Regions from separate parts of the Pan troglodytes genome. Here region 2 is linked to region 1. Evidence: chromatin contacts called from public Hi-C data. All regions are on one chromosome and are shown on one strand. The core of a region is the stretch at or near the end of the contact, and the rest is flanking DNA. Distances in the headings are between cores, read along the strand shown. Region 1 overlaps LOC129138513 (a long non-coding RNA gene). Region 2 overlaps RPL3 (ribosomal protein L3).

Region 1 (7,692 bases), core at 3,528-6,027:
CTGCTTACTAAATGCTTCCACTATTACTATTGCTTCCAGCTTTCAAAACGAAGCCCGATCAGCTTCTCCTCCACAGCCTGCCCTGGCTACCCCTCTGCCTGCCCCCACCAAAACTTCTGGGCTCCCCTCAGCCACAGCCCTGGTCCTGCTGTGGTCTGCGAGTTTCCCCCAGCAGCCTGAGAGCTCCTCTGGGAGGGACAGGGAACTGCCTGATTCAATCACCAGCCTGGTGCTCTGCCTGGGGCCATGCACACAATAGGGGTCCTGTGTTTGAGTAGATAAAGGCCCAGTGAGGGGCTAGCCTTCAGCAAGCCACAGGGAGAGGGCAGAAGATGGGGTTATGCAGCAGGAGTGGGGAAAGCTGTTACAGAGGTGCCCTTGTGGACCCAGCTACAGGCGGGAGGATTGCTTGAGCCTAGTTCAAGACCAGCCAGGGCAACATAGCAAGACTCCATCCCTAAAAAAATTAAATTTAACATTTTATTTTATTTTATTTATTTTTAGACGGAGTTTCACCTTGTTGCCCAGGCTGGAGTGTAGTGGTGTGATCTCGGCTCACTGCAACCTCTGCCTCCCAGATTCAATCGATTCTCCTGCCTCAGCCTCCCTAGTAGAGCTGGGATTACACGTGCGCACCACCATGCCTGGCTAATTTTTGTATTTTTAGTAGAGACGGGGTTTCATCATGTTGGTCAGGCTGGTCTCGAACTCCTGACATCAGGTGATCCACCCGCCTAGGCCTCCCAAAGTGTTGGGATTACAGGCGTGAGCCACCACGCCTGACCAAAAAATTAAATTTAAAATCTTAAAAAGGTCAGCCCCGGTTGAATAAAAAACAGAGGGATGGCTACAGGACGCCTGGTGCCCAGTTCCCGTCCAGAGCCCTGGAGGACAGCAGGATTCTCTCTGCCCACCAGGTGGCGCCAGATCCCCGGCGTCCGGCTGCCCAGCTCTCGGTGTTGGGTGGATGGGGCCCCAGGGAAGCCAGAGGCAGAGGCTGCAGGACCCACAGCAGGTCCTCGAGGGGACATGCCCCATCTGCTTTCCTTGCCTGAGCGTCCACCATCAGCACCCTCCACAGTACAGGGAGGAGGGCTGTGGATGATGGGTGTGTCACGGGAAAATGGAAGAGAAGGCTGAGCGTCTTGCAAAGCAGCTGTCGGGTGATGGAGCTAGACATTTGCACACCTGCAGGCTGGGTCACATCCTGTTTTCTGAAGACGCTCACCACGGGGCCTGTCTGCGTGGCCACCGGAGCCAGGATCGAGCCCAGACAGTCCAGTCCCAAACAGACCCACACGCTTAAGCACTGGGCTTGCCTGCTGCCCCTCCCTGCGGTCAGATCCCCTCCTGTTACAGATGAGGAAACTGAGTCCCAGAGAGGGGAATCGCTTGCTGAGGATCCACCCCTTGTCTGGAGCAGAACCAAAATGAGGGCTCCTGCCTGGTAGCTCCGAGGCCAGCACCCCTTCCTCCGCCATCGTGGAAACCCCTTGTCCCTTCCTGTCCAAGGAGCCCCGGCCCCCCTCCCGTAGGCTTTTCCCAGGAGCCTCCCTGTTCTGCCCAGCTCCCCTCTCCTGCTTTGCTCCAGACCCAAGCCACCCACAGACTACAACCCTTCCTACAGCCCCTTTCAACAGCCCCGGAGAGGATTTCCACCAGGGATTGGAAGAGGTCCTCATTCCTCCCACCCCCGGGCCGGATGGGGGCCGGAGGGGCAGGTGCGCAAGCGGCGCCGGATGGAGGATAGAGGGGCAGGAGGAGGTGTGGGCAGACATGTCTTTTCCGGGTCCCACCTGAGGCCCCAGGTGCAGCCCCCTCGCACCATCCCCCGTCTGCCTGTGTTTGGGACCCATGGCTGCGGCCGAGATCCATTTCCTCCCAGCCTCTGACCACCTGCTCCTGCCTCTCAGCACGTCTGCTTCTCCCCTCATCCCCTTACCAAGCCCTGGCCTCTGCTCCTTTTCTGCAAGCGCCCCACAGTTATCCTGCCTCTTCTCAGGGCACCCTTCCCTTCCTCCCATGTCTCAGTGTTGTCTTCCCCCAGCTGGGCCCTGGGCAGCCCCCTCCCTGAGCACTCCTCCACCAGCCCTCAGTCCACAGCTGGGAAAACTGAGGCCTCTAATCTGGGGGCTACTCAGGCACATGGTTGGAGCTCGGTTATCTGTGTGTCCCCAAGGCCTGGCACAGAGCCCAGCGCTGGGGTGGACTCTGCAGTGGGAGATGGTGGGTGGGTTCAGCACAGAGCCCAGCGCTGGGGTGGACTCTGCAGTGGGAGATGGTGGGTGGGTTCAGCTGTGCTGGAATCTTGCTCCACCACAGCATGCTGTGCAGCCTGGAGCAGGTCCCTCAACCTCTCTGAACCTCCATTTTCTCATTTGTAAAACCAGGAAGAATGAGGCCTATTTTGTAGGCTTGTAGTGAGAATTGACAAGACAACGTATGCAAAATAAATATCACAGTATACGGTGGTTGCCATTCATTCATTCTATAAATATTGATTGAACACCTTTTTTTTTTTTTTCAGATGGAGTTTCACTGTTGTTGCCCAGGCTGGAGTGCAGCGGTGTGACCTCAGCTCACTGCAACCTCCACCTCCTGAGTCCAAGCAATTCTCTTGCCCCAGCCTCCCAAGTAGCTGGGATTACAGGCGTGTGCTACCACGCCTGGCTAATTTTGTACTTTTTTTTTTTTTTTTAACTAGAGATGGGGTTTCACCACCTTGGTCAGGCTGGTCTCGAACTCCTGACCTCAGATGATCTGCCTGCTTCGGCCTCCCAAAGTGCTGCGATTACAAGCGTGAGCCACTGCGCCCGGCCTGATTGAATACCTATTATGTCTCATTATTATTAAGTTCAAAAGAAAAGAAGCCAATTAGCAGACCCCAGATTCCCTGACCTCCCATCCTATGCTGTTTCCTGGTGCATCCTCCACTCCTAATCCACACGGAGGCATCACCCTAAATTACCCGGCTGCACATATCACTACCCTGGTCAAAAGCCCCCAGCAGTTCCCCGGTGCCTAGGGTGTCAGCTCCCGACTCCTGGCGGTGACACTCAAGACCCTCTGGGATCCGGCTCCAGCCTCTTTTCCGTGGGATCTCTCTATCTTGTGACACCAACTTCGACTACAGGTGCGCAGATCTGGGTCCCGTGGCCAGAACACCCTGGGCTTTCTCACCACCACGCCTGTGCTCCTGCTATGCCCTTGAGTGGAACAGCTACCATTTTTGTCCTTACCCAACAAAGTCCCGTCCGCACTTTCTGGCCCATTTCCCCCAGGTGGCCTCTCTGACCACCTGGAGCCAGGCTCTGAGCCTCAGTCAGCCTCCTCGCCTAAGCATCCCGTCCCCCACTCCCCGACCGGGCCCTGCAAGGCCAGCTCTATCACCAATCATTGGCAGGAACCACTGGGGTAACAGCAGGTGCTGGACCGATCCACATGGCAAGGGATGGCCTGACCTGCCCGTGTGGTCAGAGTCCAGCTCTGCCACTGTCCCACAGGGATCATTCTTATCCGTCACATTCCTAAATGGACTAGAATGGTGACCTCCTCTGCCCTGGGACCCTACTCTCTCCAGGCAATGGAGAAAGAGCCAGGGGTCCCCCCACCACTAACTGCCCCACTGACACTGTAGGGTCTCTTCCCATAGTCACGGTGCAGGCATCAACCAGATACCAGACTAAATGGGATTATCCAGACAGGACCACTGGGCCAGAGCCTTCTGCTGGAGGGAGGGAGCTTTGCTCCTCCCCTACACCCTCCCTGTTCCAGGGCTCAGTCCCTTCCACAAGGTCCCACCAAGCCTTCACAAGCCTGCCCCGTCTAGCGATGGGGAGCCCCATACCCCCTGGGGCATCTTGTCCATCTCTGATAGTTAGTTCAGAGCTGAGCTAGCTGCCTCTACGGAATTTCTGCCCCATTCATTCATCCTCTGTGAGTTCCTTCTGCACGCATGAGCACCTACTGGGTGCTAGTTGATGTGCCAGCTCGCCTGAGCTATGCAACACCTCTGTGAGGTGTGAAGGCGGATGCTGATGACAGTGATGGTTGCAAAACCAATGAGGAAAGTGAGGTGCAAAACCAATGAGGAAAGTGAGGTGCAAGAGAGATCGCCACCCACACAGAATCTCACAATCAGGCAGCGGCTGGGCCAGGAGTAGATTTTCCATCTGGGTGACCCAGGAGCCTGTGCTCTTTCTTCCACTGAACTGAATACGTTCCCTAGCAGGACTTAGGAGGGGTAATACTTGGGGAGGTGGGGGCAGGACTAGCCTATCCAGTCCCCCAAAGCCTTCAGTAGAGGGCACAGAGCTGGACCTGGGTTGGGGTTACCAAGGGTAGCCAAGGGTAGTTTTGGAGCTGCTGCAGCCGCTGCTCACCCCCGGGAGCCTCCTTCTGAGAAGGAAGTATTATTGAGCCTACATTGTGTTGGGAGGGAAAACGTGGGGTCCTTGGAGCCCTGCCAGCCCCCTGCCTTCAGGCTGTTTGGCTTTGTTTGTTTTTTTGGTCTTTTTTTTTTTTTTCCTTTTTCTTTGGGCTGATTGTTCTCATTAAATCTTTTTGTCCTGTTTTGTTTTTTACGGGGCTGACAATGCTGCTCAGTGCTTAGCGCGGCTTCCTGTGTTTCTGCCCCAGCGCAGGCCTCGATGGGGCTGTGCTTCCTGTTGTGAGCCGTCGCCATGGCAACTGGAGGCCTGGTGGGCTCCATGGGGGTATGGGGAGGGGTGACATCAGTGACGTCACCGGGTGAGAAGGCAAGGGGCAGGGGTCTGGAGGGGGTTGCATGGGGGAAGGGCAGCCAGCAGCCAGCCGGCGCATTGCTGGGAGCTGACTCACAGCCCGGGAAGGGGAAGAATGCCCTCACATTCTTTTGGGAGGTAAACAAGGTCAGGGAATGCGGCTGGGATCCTGTTTACCTGACCCTGGCCCCCCGGGGGACCCGAAGCCCTTACAGGACAACACACTGGAATAGAACCAGCCAGACTTGGGGGGCTAGGGAAGCAGGGGAGAAGAGAGGAACCGTGAGGGGCCCCCAGGTGGGGGCCAGAGACAGAAAGACCAGGATTCCAATCACATCTCCACTAGGTGACAGCGTGACAGCTCTATGACTCTGAGCAAGCCACATGGCCTCCCTGTGCCTCAGTTTTCCCTATTTCTAAATGGGGAGAATTTCTCGTGTAGATGGTCCCTTGGTGTCCCATCACTTTGGGCTGGTTTCGGGGGTTGCGAGGGTGGCAGCACAGCCCGTGCCTCTGCATTTTCTCCATTCTCCACCCGCCAAAGGCCTGATCCAAGGCTAGGGTCTCCACGTCTCTGCCTGCACCTGACCCTGCTAGGGTAATGCCCCAGACCTGTAGCCAAACCAAAGGGCCGAGGTGGGCTGGCCTCGAAGGGAGGTGATGGGCATGCAGCCCAGGGCAGGGCGCGGCACCTCTAGGACCCCAGGGCTGGAGTCGGTGCAGCTAGCCCCGCTCTCTCCCCCGACCTGTGTCCCCCCTTCAGCTCTCTCAGAGCCCCACCTCTTATCCCTGAACCTCCAGAGTGACGGCCTCCCCTGCTCATAAGGAAGGGTCCAGAGGAGCCCCTCCTGGTGCCAATGGTCTGTATCCTGATCAAACTCTGGGATTCCATGGTGCTGAGATCTGCAAGAACAGCCCCGGGGGCAGGGCCGGACCCTGTGTCTCTAAGACAAACCTTTGCCACCTTTGAAACGGACCAGCTGGGAACAACGTGCCCTTCCCCCACAGGTGCCATGTGAGGGCACAGGCCATGCCCCCATGGCCACAGTTGAGTTGGGGCCACCTGGCCTATGGCTGAGAGTCTGGGTATCAGAGTCTGACTGGCTTTGCGGCTTGCTAGCTAGGGCCTTCGGGCAAGCTCCTTAGCCTCTGTGAGCCTCAGTTTCCTGATCTGCAAAGCAGAAGCTCCCAGGGTTGATGTGAGACTGAGTGAGTTAATTCACATGAAGCCCTTAGCGCATAGTAGGCCCTCATATGTGCTGAACCCACACAGAGCCAGCCCCCACAGACCCCTGCATCCTCCGCAGCAGCACCCAATGCCCCCGTCTCTGAGGGCTCCCCTATGCTGAACACCCGTCCCAGTGCAGGAACAGTGCCCACCAGATGCCCCATGGTTTTCCCATAAAGGGACCGGACTTGGGTTTCCCTGGACAGGGAATATCCTGTTCTGGGCTGGCGGGGGGGAGGAAGAGGAGCGGGAAGGACACGGCGGCTCCGCATTCCTGGCATTCTTGGCGGCCGCCCTGTCCAGCTGCCTCGGCGCTGCCGGGGGCCCTGGCCTACTGCCATGCTGGCCCGACACGGCACAGCAGCACCCCGCTTGGGGCGCCCCTTGGACTTGGGGTGATAGGGGACCCATCTTGTGCCAGTCCCACGCATCCCAGACTATCGCAGAGGCAAATGAACCCCAACCCTGGAAGCAGAGATTCGGGGGCTCTGGGAGGAGTCAGTTAACAGGGGAGGAGTTTCTGCTTTCAGTTCTACCTTATGGGGCTCCCTAGCCCACCTACCATCCCCAGGGAAGCTCTCGGGGTCAGGGCCGGAAGAGGGGAGAGGTAGAAGACTCCTGGGTTCTAGTCTCCAGTGCCCGGACAGCCACTTCCCCTCTCTGGGACTCAGTATCTCTGTCTGCAAGATGGGAGGCTTTGATCCCTTCCTTGGGCAACCCCAGCATTGCTGTCCTTGTCACGCTCTATGGCATCATCACTGCCTCTCTGCAGAGCCTGTGCCTCTGGCTAAGGGCAGGAGCCCATCCCTTCTCCGCGACTCAGTATCTCTGTCTGCAAGATGGGAGGCTTTGATCCCTTCCTTGGGCAACCCCAGCATTGCTGTCCTTGTCACGCTCTATGGCATCATCACTGCCTCTCTGCAGAGCCTGTGCCTCTGGCTAAGGGCAGGAGCCCATCCCTTCTCCGCACTGGGCCGGGCCTGGTGGGATATAGTGGTTCCCACCGCCACGCAGCCATGGTATGCAGGATTCGAATATTCAGAGGGGAGGGCCTGGGGGCGGTCAGGCTCTGGAGCCCTCACCCTGGGAGTGCCTTTGGGGTCCTAGGAGGAAAGGGGTCCTTGTCCAAGATCCCACAGCTAGCTCGGTCAAGCTGACCCGGGAATCCGGGGACTTGCTGTTCTGCAAAACCACCAGAAACTAGGGTAATTCTTTTCCATGTTTTTCTGCAAACGCCCCCTAGTTTCAGGCCCAGAGCAGTCTCGGGAGAAGCTGGGAGCTGGAGGCTTCAGAGACCTCCACTCTGCAGGAGACCAAGTCCGCTCCCCATGCTGCCCTCTGCCCTTGGGGAGCCTGGAGGGGGCTTCCAGGGCCGGGAGGGGACAGGCAGGAGGGGCTGCAGTGGGATGGATGCATCTGGGCTGCCAGTCTCTAGCCTCCCACCCTCTCCCTCCCCTCTCCTGCTGGCTCGAGGACCACCCCAAGCCCCTGCCCAGTCCTGGGAACTCCAGCTCCATCTGCACTGCAGGCCCCGTTTCCCACTTCAACAGCTCACGGTGGCTCTGGGCACAGGGACCAGAGCAACCTGGTCCAGGCCACAGCGAGAGGCAGGAGCAGCTCTTCGCTGGAGTCATGAGCCCTGAGAAGTCCCTGGGCCTCTGCACCTCCACTTGACCATCACAGGGTTAGAGGATGTGGTCCCTGGGGCCAGCCCCATCAGTC
Region 2 (7,692 bases), core at 2,351-4,850, 130 kb after region 1:
CTGGGACTACAGGCACGCACCACCACACCCAACTAATTTTTTTGTATTTTTTTAGTATAGACAGGGTTTTACTGTGTTAGCCAGGATGGTCTCAATCTCCTGACCTCGTGATCCACCCACCTCGGCCTCTCAAAGTGCTGGGATTATAGGCATGAGCCACCGAGCCCGGCCGGTAGTTAAGTTTTAGGGGAGTCAAAAGTTACACCTGGATTTTTTACTGCATGGGGGGTTACTGCCTCGATCCCCACATTGTTCACAGGTCAGCTGTAAATGAATGTGCAATGTGGAGCCAGGGAAGCTGCTGAGGCGGGAGGTCCTGCCTCTGATTAAATGTATATGAGAAACGCTGGGAATAGTGGTTCCCAGGAAGCAAGAGGGAAGCACTGGGCATTGGGCTGGATCTTGTGTCTGTCACTCCAGATCCTCAAGCCGCCCTTTCACCTACTTCTCTGTGCCCCAGGATACTGACTTCTGGGGACTATATCAACCAAACTCCCTTGCCACTTCCAGCTGGGTTCAGCCATTGGTGTCACCAGCAGAACAGAAGGTTGGGGTCAGTGCTGTGCTGGTAAATGTCTAACAAGCAGCTCCCTGGAGGAATGGCCCTGATCTCTAGTGTCTGCCTGTTTCCCTGATGTAAATATTCCTGCTGCGGGTGGAGATGGTGTCACAGATGGATGGGGGATGACATGGTGTCTTCATCATAGGCTCTGGTGTTGCCAAGCCAGTGTGTCCATAGGCCCTGGGCCATGGGGGAAGATGGCGTGGCGTGTCAATGTCCAGGTGTGTTCCCAGGTGCTGGCATGAGGATGAGCTGGGGCTTTCACACCAGCTGGTCCTCCTCTGTGCTTGGATCCCCATCTATCAAGTGGGGGTGACAGGCAGCTCCTTGCTGCCCCCTGTTGAGGGGTTTCTGTGCAGTAAGGCACACAGTCCTGCCTGGCCCAGTGCCTGGGGCCCGTGAGTCTTCAGTAACAGCGGCCATGGTGGTGACCATCGCCTGGGTCCCTGCTTGTGCCCCGGGCTGGCTGACCAGGCTCAAGGACGGCCTGGGGTGGAGGTCTGCTGGAGAAGCCCACTGGGGAGGAGACAGCGGCCAGTAGGATGGGGAAGTTGGCGAGGCAGCTATCTTTAGTGCCTTCCCTCACAGCCGTTTTCCTCTGCCGGGCTAAGCAGGACTCTGGTGGGGACCGGGTGGGGAGGGGTCACTTCTCCATAGTCACATGAAGCCCAGTGACCTGAAGGCCAGCTGTGCAGGCTCAGGGCCCAGCGAGGGTGGGGCTGGCTGTGGTACCGGGCTCCAGGAGACCTCATCCGTAAAGAAGCAGGGGCCCACTGTAGGAGCCTGGGAGAGGGTAGGGGGCCAAGGAGCATTGGGGGTCGCAGTGGCTGCTGGGAAACAGTGTCCCTCCAGTCCTCACCCAGAGCTTTCGCAGCCCTCCTGCACCAGGACGGCGTGGTGTGATGGTTGTGCGCTCGTGTCTGGAGCCTGGATTTTATATCCCCGCCTTGCCACTCCAAGAGTCTGACCTCAGAGACTGTGACTTAACCTTGCTGAACCTCAATTTCCTCCCTGTGAAAACAGAAGTGATGCCGGGGCTCAGTGGCTCACACCTGTAATCCCAGCACTTTGGGAGGCCGAGGCAGGTGGATCACCTGAGGTCAGGAGTTCAAGACCAGCCTGGCCAACATGGTGAAACCCCGTCTCTACTAAAAATACAAAAATCAGCCAGGCGTGGTGGTGCGCCTATAATCCCAGCTACTCAGGAGGCTGAGGCACAAGAATCGCTTGAACCCGGGAGGTGGAGGTTGCAGTGAGCTGAGATCGCGCCACTGCACTCCATCCTGGATAACAGAGTGAGACACTGTCTCAAAAATAAGTAAATAAATAAATAAGATAACTCTGGGCTGGGCGAGGTAGCTGAACGCCTTTAATCCCAGCACTTTCTGAGGCTGAGGGGGGAGGATTGTTTAAGCCTAGGAGTTCGAGACCAGCCTGGGCAACATGACAAGACCCACTCTCTACAAAAAATACAAATATTAGGCCAGGCACGGTGGCTCATGCCTGTAATCCCAGCACTTTGGGAGGCCGAGACAGGTGGATCACGAGGTCAGGAGATCGAGACCATCCTGGCTAACACGATGAAACCCTGTCTCTACTAAAAAATAAAAAAAAATTAGCCGGGCGTGGTGGCGGGTGCCTATAGTCCCAGCTACTCGGGAGGCTGAGGCAGGAGAATGGCGTGAACCCGGTAGGTGGAGCTTGCAGTGAGCTGAGATCACGCCACTGCACTCCAGCCTGGGCCACAGTGCGAGACTCCATCTAAAAAAAAAAAAAAATACAATATTAGCCAGGCATGGTGGCACACACCTGTAGTCCCAGCTACTCGGGAGGCTGAGGTGGGAGGATTGCTCGAGCCTGGGAGGTCAAGGCTGCAGTGAGCCGTGATCGCACCACCGCACTCCAGCCCTAGGCGACACAGTGAGACCCTGTCTCAAAAAATAAAAATAAGGTAACTCTGAAAAGAGTTGAGTACAAACCTTGGCACACCATAGGTGCTCAACAAATGAGCCCTCTCCTTCACCCTTGAGGCAGCATTCATTGGCTTTACCGACCCCTGGTAGCCTAGAGTGAGGGTGAAGAGATGCCTGGGCTCACGTCCCAACCCCACCAATACAGCACCCCTGGGCAAGTTATTCATCCACAAGCCCCAGTTTCTTACTGTAAAATGTGATCATAACAGAACCTGCCTCAAGGAGTGAGCCTGATGACTTTTTCTCTGTGTGAAATGCCCAGTGCCTAATACAGAGCAAGATGCTCACAATGATTGCTGCCTGCTGTCCCGCACACTGCCTTGACCTGTGAGTGCTGCTGATTGTGGGTGAGCGGCTGGTGAGGTTGGGCTCTGGATGGTTCCTGGATGCTCCCTTCCTCCCTCACTCTCAGGCCCGTGGAGTTACCGCAGCGCCCCCATTATCTGTGGTTTCACTTTCCTTGGTTGCAGTTTCCAGCAGTCAGCCACAGCCTGAAAATATTAAAGAGAAAATTTCAGAAATAATTCATAATTTGACATTGCATGCCATTCTGAGCAGGGTGATGAAATCATGCAGCGATGATCGTGACTCATTCCTCTGTCCAGCGTCTCCGCACTGCAGGCGTTCCCGCCCGTGAGTCACTTTGTAGCCCTCTTGGTGATCAGAGAGAAAAAGCCTAATCCACAGAGGGTTCCGTACTATCCGCGGTTTCAGGAATCCACTGGGGGTGTTGGAGGGTAGGGGGCTACTGTAATTTCCTGCCTCCCGTGAGGTTTGCATCAGGCAGTCTCCTGTCGGTGGCCTGGCCTGGGCTCCTGAGACTGCTCCTGAAAGGGAAAGGGACTTTGGGCTCCTGGGAACTGCCCAGGAGGCAGGGCAGAGGGACCCCCAGAAGTTGCAGCAAGTAGCTGCATTATCAGCTACGAGGTTGAGAACCAAGGGGAGGAAGGTGAGCTGCCAGCTGCATGGGGCTACATCTGGGTAGGGGGACAGAGACAGAGCAGCACAGCCCCCGCCAGCAAGGCTGTCAACGAGGATCTAGGCAGAGAGCAATTTGGGGTGAGCCCACAAGGTGGCGGCCAGCCACTCACCCCTCTACACCCTGTGGCCATCCCCAGGTGAGCTGAGCGAAGTCCCTGGCTCCGTCACACCTTTTAAGGCAAAGGCAGCTCCTGCCACCACCTCCCTGTTCCCACTTGCTCAGAAATTCCCAGCAGGTATTTTTTCTTTTTTTCAGGAGGAATGGAATGAGACTTCTTGTTCTGTCACCGCAGGATTCCGGCAAGGCCTGTCTAGGGGTTCTGGAGAGAAAAGCGTGACAGGAAGCGCATGCCAGCAGGCACTTGGAGATGTACCCTCGGTGACATGCACAGGCACGGCAGCCGCCCCACCCACCACAGGCCTCCACTCGGGACAGCGGGGCACACGCACAATACAGACGAGGCCCACGCACAATACAGACGAGGCCCAGAGATGCAGAGACCCCCAACAAACCTTCTCCATGCTAGGGAGACAGGAGATCCAGCTGGGAATGAGCCCATATCATGAAGCCCCTCCCTCAGGAGCTCATACCGGAGCCCAGGAGCCTTGTCCCACCCCAGGGCCTTCGCACTCACCATTCCCTGGCGGGAGTGAGTGTTCCAGCACAGGGCTCCACAGGCAGGATCCTTGATACCTTTCAAATCTCAGAGAGGCCTCCCCGACCCCACCCACATGACTCCATCCCAGTGACCTGTTTTATTTCCTCACAGCCGTCTTCACTTCTAAACTGGCTTTTTTCTTGACAGGATCTTGCTCTGTCACCCAGCCTGGAGTGCAGTGGTGCAATCATGCATGGCTCACTGCAGCCTTGACCTCCCAGGCTCAAGCGGATCCTCCCACCTCAGCCTCCCAAGTAGCTGGGACTATAGGCATGCGCCACCATACCCAGCTAACTTTTAAATCTTTTGTAGAGACAAGTCTCACTATGTTGTCTCAAACTCCTGGGCTCAAGCCATCCTCCCGTATCAGTCTCCCAAAGTGCTGAGATTACAGACGTGAGCCACCACACACGGCAGGCAAGGAAGGGCTGAGGGGCTGTCAACAGCAAAGGCTCAGCCCCCAGTCAAGCCAGGCTGCCCGTGAGAAAGGCTTTCTGTGCACTTGGGCACATGTGGACAGGTACGGGTGTGACGCCAGCCTCCACTTGCAGCCTGCAGGTGTGTCTGTGGTACTGGGTGCCTGTGTGTGTGTCCTGAGCCTGGGGGAAGACAGACAGACTACCCCTAGGGGCCTTTGTTCTTTGTGTCCTGTCATCCTGGCCATACCCAGAACTCGGTACAGAGCCCTGGACAAGCAGCAAGGCTCGGCCAGGACATCTCAGACCAGCAAACCCTTTCCTTTCTGGGCTGGTAGGCAGCGGGGCTCCAGGCCCAGCCTAAGGGATGGGGAAGGGAGGGGACAGGCTGGGACCCCTGCCCAGTCAGCATCCCCACCAGGACAAGATCTAACCATGGAGACTGACAAAAGGCAGCACCCAGGAGACCAGGCAACCAGGTCTCACACCTGGCCCTGCCACTAAGGTGCCTGGTGGCCTTGGGACAATAGGTCATGACCCATTCCAGCTGTGCACTTGACTCCCATGACTGCGGGGCATCCGAAGACCCTGATGCAGAAAGGAACCCTGCCCAATCCAAAACCCCTAGCAGGGCCCTCTTGCAGGGCACGTGCCGCACACTCACCCCCTGGTGGCTCCAACCTGAAGTGCAGCTCCAGTCACCTAGGCCCAGGCTGCAGAGCCAAAGATGGGAGGGGCTGCAGGAAGGAGGGTTCTGCCTTGAGACCAGCTGCCCCAAGCCAAGCTCAGAAGGGGCTGGAGACTTGCAGGGTGGACAGACACACGTGGGGAAGGTTCCTGCTGCACACAACTCAACTCTGACCTGCCCCTGCCTCAGGACCTACATGGCACTTATCCGCTCTGCACCTGGATGACTTTTTTTTTTTTGAGACGGAGTCTCGCTCTGTCATCCAGGCTGGAGTGCAGTGGCGCCATCTCGGCTCACTGCAAGCTCCGCCTCCTGGATTCACGCCATTCTCCTGCCTCAGCCTCCCAAGTAGCTGGGACTACAGGCGCCTGCCACCGCGCCAGGCTAATTTTTTTGTATTTTCAGTAGAGACGGTGTTTCACCGTGGTCTCAATCTCCTGACCTCTTGATCCGCCCGCCTCAGCCTCCCAAAGTGCTGAGATTACAGGCGTGAGCCACCGCGCCCGGCCGACTTCAAGATATTTTAGTGCTTCACCCTGCACCCTCAGGTCCACAGGGAGACAGTGACAACTTGGGCATCTCCACAACTGTTCTCCCGCAGTCCCACACACCCCCCGAGCCCACAGGTGCACCCTGTACGCTGATCCTCAGATCCCAGCTATTGCCAATCCATCCAAATAAACAGAGACTCAAACACACAGTTAGGGTCCCGGTGACTAGCAGGCCTGCCAGACACCGCTGGGTGGACAGTCAGCTGGCGCAGCTGGGGACTCTATCCACAAGTAACTCAGCGAGGGATGGAGTACAGCACAGCGCCTGCTCACAGCCACAGCACCTGAGTCTGAGGGAGCAGCTTCGACGGCATCAGGGGACCTGCATCCTGGTAGAGCCTAGGTGCAGCTTGAGCAAAGACAGGGAGTCAGCAAGTGGGTCCAAGCACCAGGGTCTGTGCTGGGCTTCACCGAGATCACCAGGCTCCAGGCCAGGTCACAGGGGTCAGTCCAGAGCCTGGGGGCTTCCTTCAGCTTACAGCAGCAGCTGCACCCCAGCATCCTGGGCTCCAGGGACTGAGGGCAGCGGGCACTCAACGTGCAAGTCAAGAAAGCACGTAAGTCCCATGCCCGAGGGGGCTGGGGTACAGGGGCCATCTCCAGTGGGAACAGGGACTGCACCAGCCAAGTCCCAGAAGGCAGACCCCAGCCCAGAGGGGACACAGCCCTCTGCCACACGTTCCAACTAGGCTTCCAGCTGCCGAGCCGGGGAAGTCCCTTAACCTCTGTGCCTGTGTTCATGTTCTCCCAGTACCAGACTTGGGGTGCAGATTACAAGAGAACCTGAACAAGCCTTAACTGGAAGCCACCCTTCCCTGGATTAATTTAAAACCAAACGAACTTTTTAACCCACGGTCTGCCTGCACACCAGCATCAAAGGCGCCAGGGAACATCCAGGCCTCCCTGTCTCCTTCCCGTCTCCACAGCACTGGCATCACCCAAGCTGTGCAAACAGCAGAGACCCAGCTGCCTCACCCTGGTGACAAACATTTGCACAATGCCCACTGCTCCAGGCTGGATTTCTACAGCTCAGCGGCAGAACCAGGCCCAGCTTTTACCTCCCTCCAGGGACTGAGGGTGGGGGACAGAGTGGGAGGCCAGAGGGCAAACCCAGCGAAGCTACAGAAAGGAGGGCAGTGGCCTTGGGGAGCACGAGGCACCTCAAGGGCCCCCATCTGCCTCCCCAGTCCCAGCCTCTCTCCTGAAGAAAGAGGCAAGATGTCAGTGGAAAATAACTTTTATTGAGACCCCACCAACTGCAAAATCTGTTCCTGGCATTAAGCTCCTTCTTCCTTTGCAATTCGGTCTTTCTTGAGTGGTCCCTGTGGGGAGAGAGGCAGTGGTCAGAGGTAGAAGATGACAGGTGACAGCAGATGCCCACTCTAGAGGGGACCAAGACTCTGGGCCAGTCTCCACAGCCACAAGAGAGGCCTAAGGCATCAAGACCACCCCTACCCCGGCTGGAGCCAAAGGCAGGCGGCTGCCCAAGCCACCGCACCCAGCGAGGGGGGCAGGCAGAAGTGCTCACCATGAATGCTTTCTTCTCCTCCATGGTCTGGAAGCGGCCATGGCCAAACTTGGAGGTGGTGTCAATGAACTTAAGGTCAATCTTCTCCAGAGCCCGCCGCTTCGTCTGCACCAGCAAGGACTGTGGGCCAAGAGGGGAAGGGATTTAGGATTACGAGGAGCCAGGCTTTCCTCAGCACTGTTCACAGCGCCCCTGCATCTGGGAAGCCACACGATCAATTCAGCCTCCCCCACCATCCGGCAGATGAGGACACACTCAAAGCAGCAAACAGCCCAGCAAGGCCAGACTGGGAATTTCCTCATCTCAGGACTTCAAAGCCAGTGTGAAGGGACTG

The links. Hi-C and Micro-C count contacts between places; a contact is called where the count stands out from the background.
Region 2: a contact with region 1 is called in a Hi-C map of induced pluripotent stem cells, with 3 times the contacts expected there. The contact joins two enhancer-like sites. A contact is called at or near these places in 5 of 7 Hi-C or Micro-C datasets (blood, induced pluripotent stem cells, a lymphoblastoid cell line and 1 more), 1 of 1 datasets of contacts at active chromatin or transcription factors (stem cell-derived excitatory neurons) and 1 of 1 other capture datasets (stem cell-derived neural stem cells).

The regions. Positions count from the first base shown.
Region 1 is chr23:41,170,919-41,178,610 of NHGRI_mPanTro3-v2.0_pri, forward strand. LOC129138513 (a long non-coding RNA gene) reads left to right here. Exons shown (of 2, transcript XR_008541830.1): 2 at 2,528-2,827. Among named protein-coding and RNA genes, the nearest start is that of CBX7, 22 kb to the left of the region's middle. Within about 2 kb of position 4,778, at least 14 of the 24 cell types and tissues checked have an H3K27ac peak or open chromatin away from gene starts, as enhancers often do. A contact at or near this core is called in induced pluripotent stem cells and stem cell-derived neural stem cells, where this site is marked.
Region 2 is chr23:41,303,306-41,310,997 of NHGRI_mPanTro3-v2.0_pri, forward strand. It overlaps RPL3 (ribosomal protein L3), which reads right to left. Exons shown (of 10, transcript NM_001280414.1): 9 at 7,359-7,478; 10 at 7,052-7,152. The coding sequence ends at 7,108. Among named protein-coding and RNA genes, the nearest start is that of RPL3, 10 kb to the right of the region's middle. Within about 2 kb of position 3,601, at least 7 of the 24 cell types and tissues checked have an H3K27ac peak or open chromatin away from gene starts, as enhancers often do. A contact at or near this core is called in induced pluripotent stem cells and stem cell-derived neural stem cells, where this site is marked.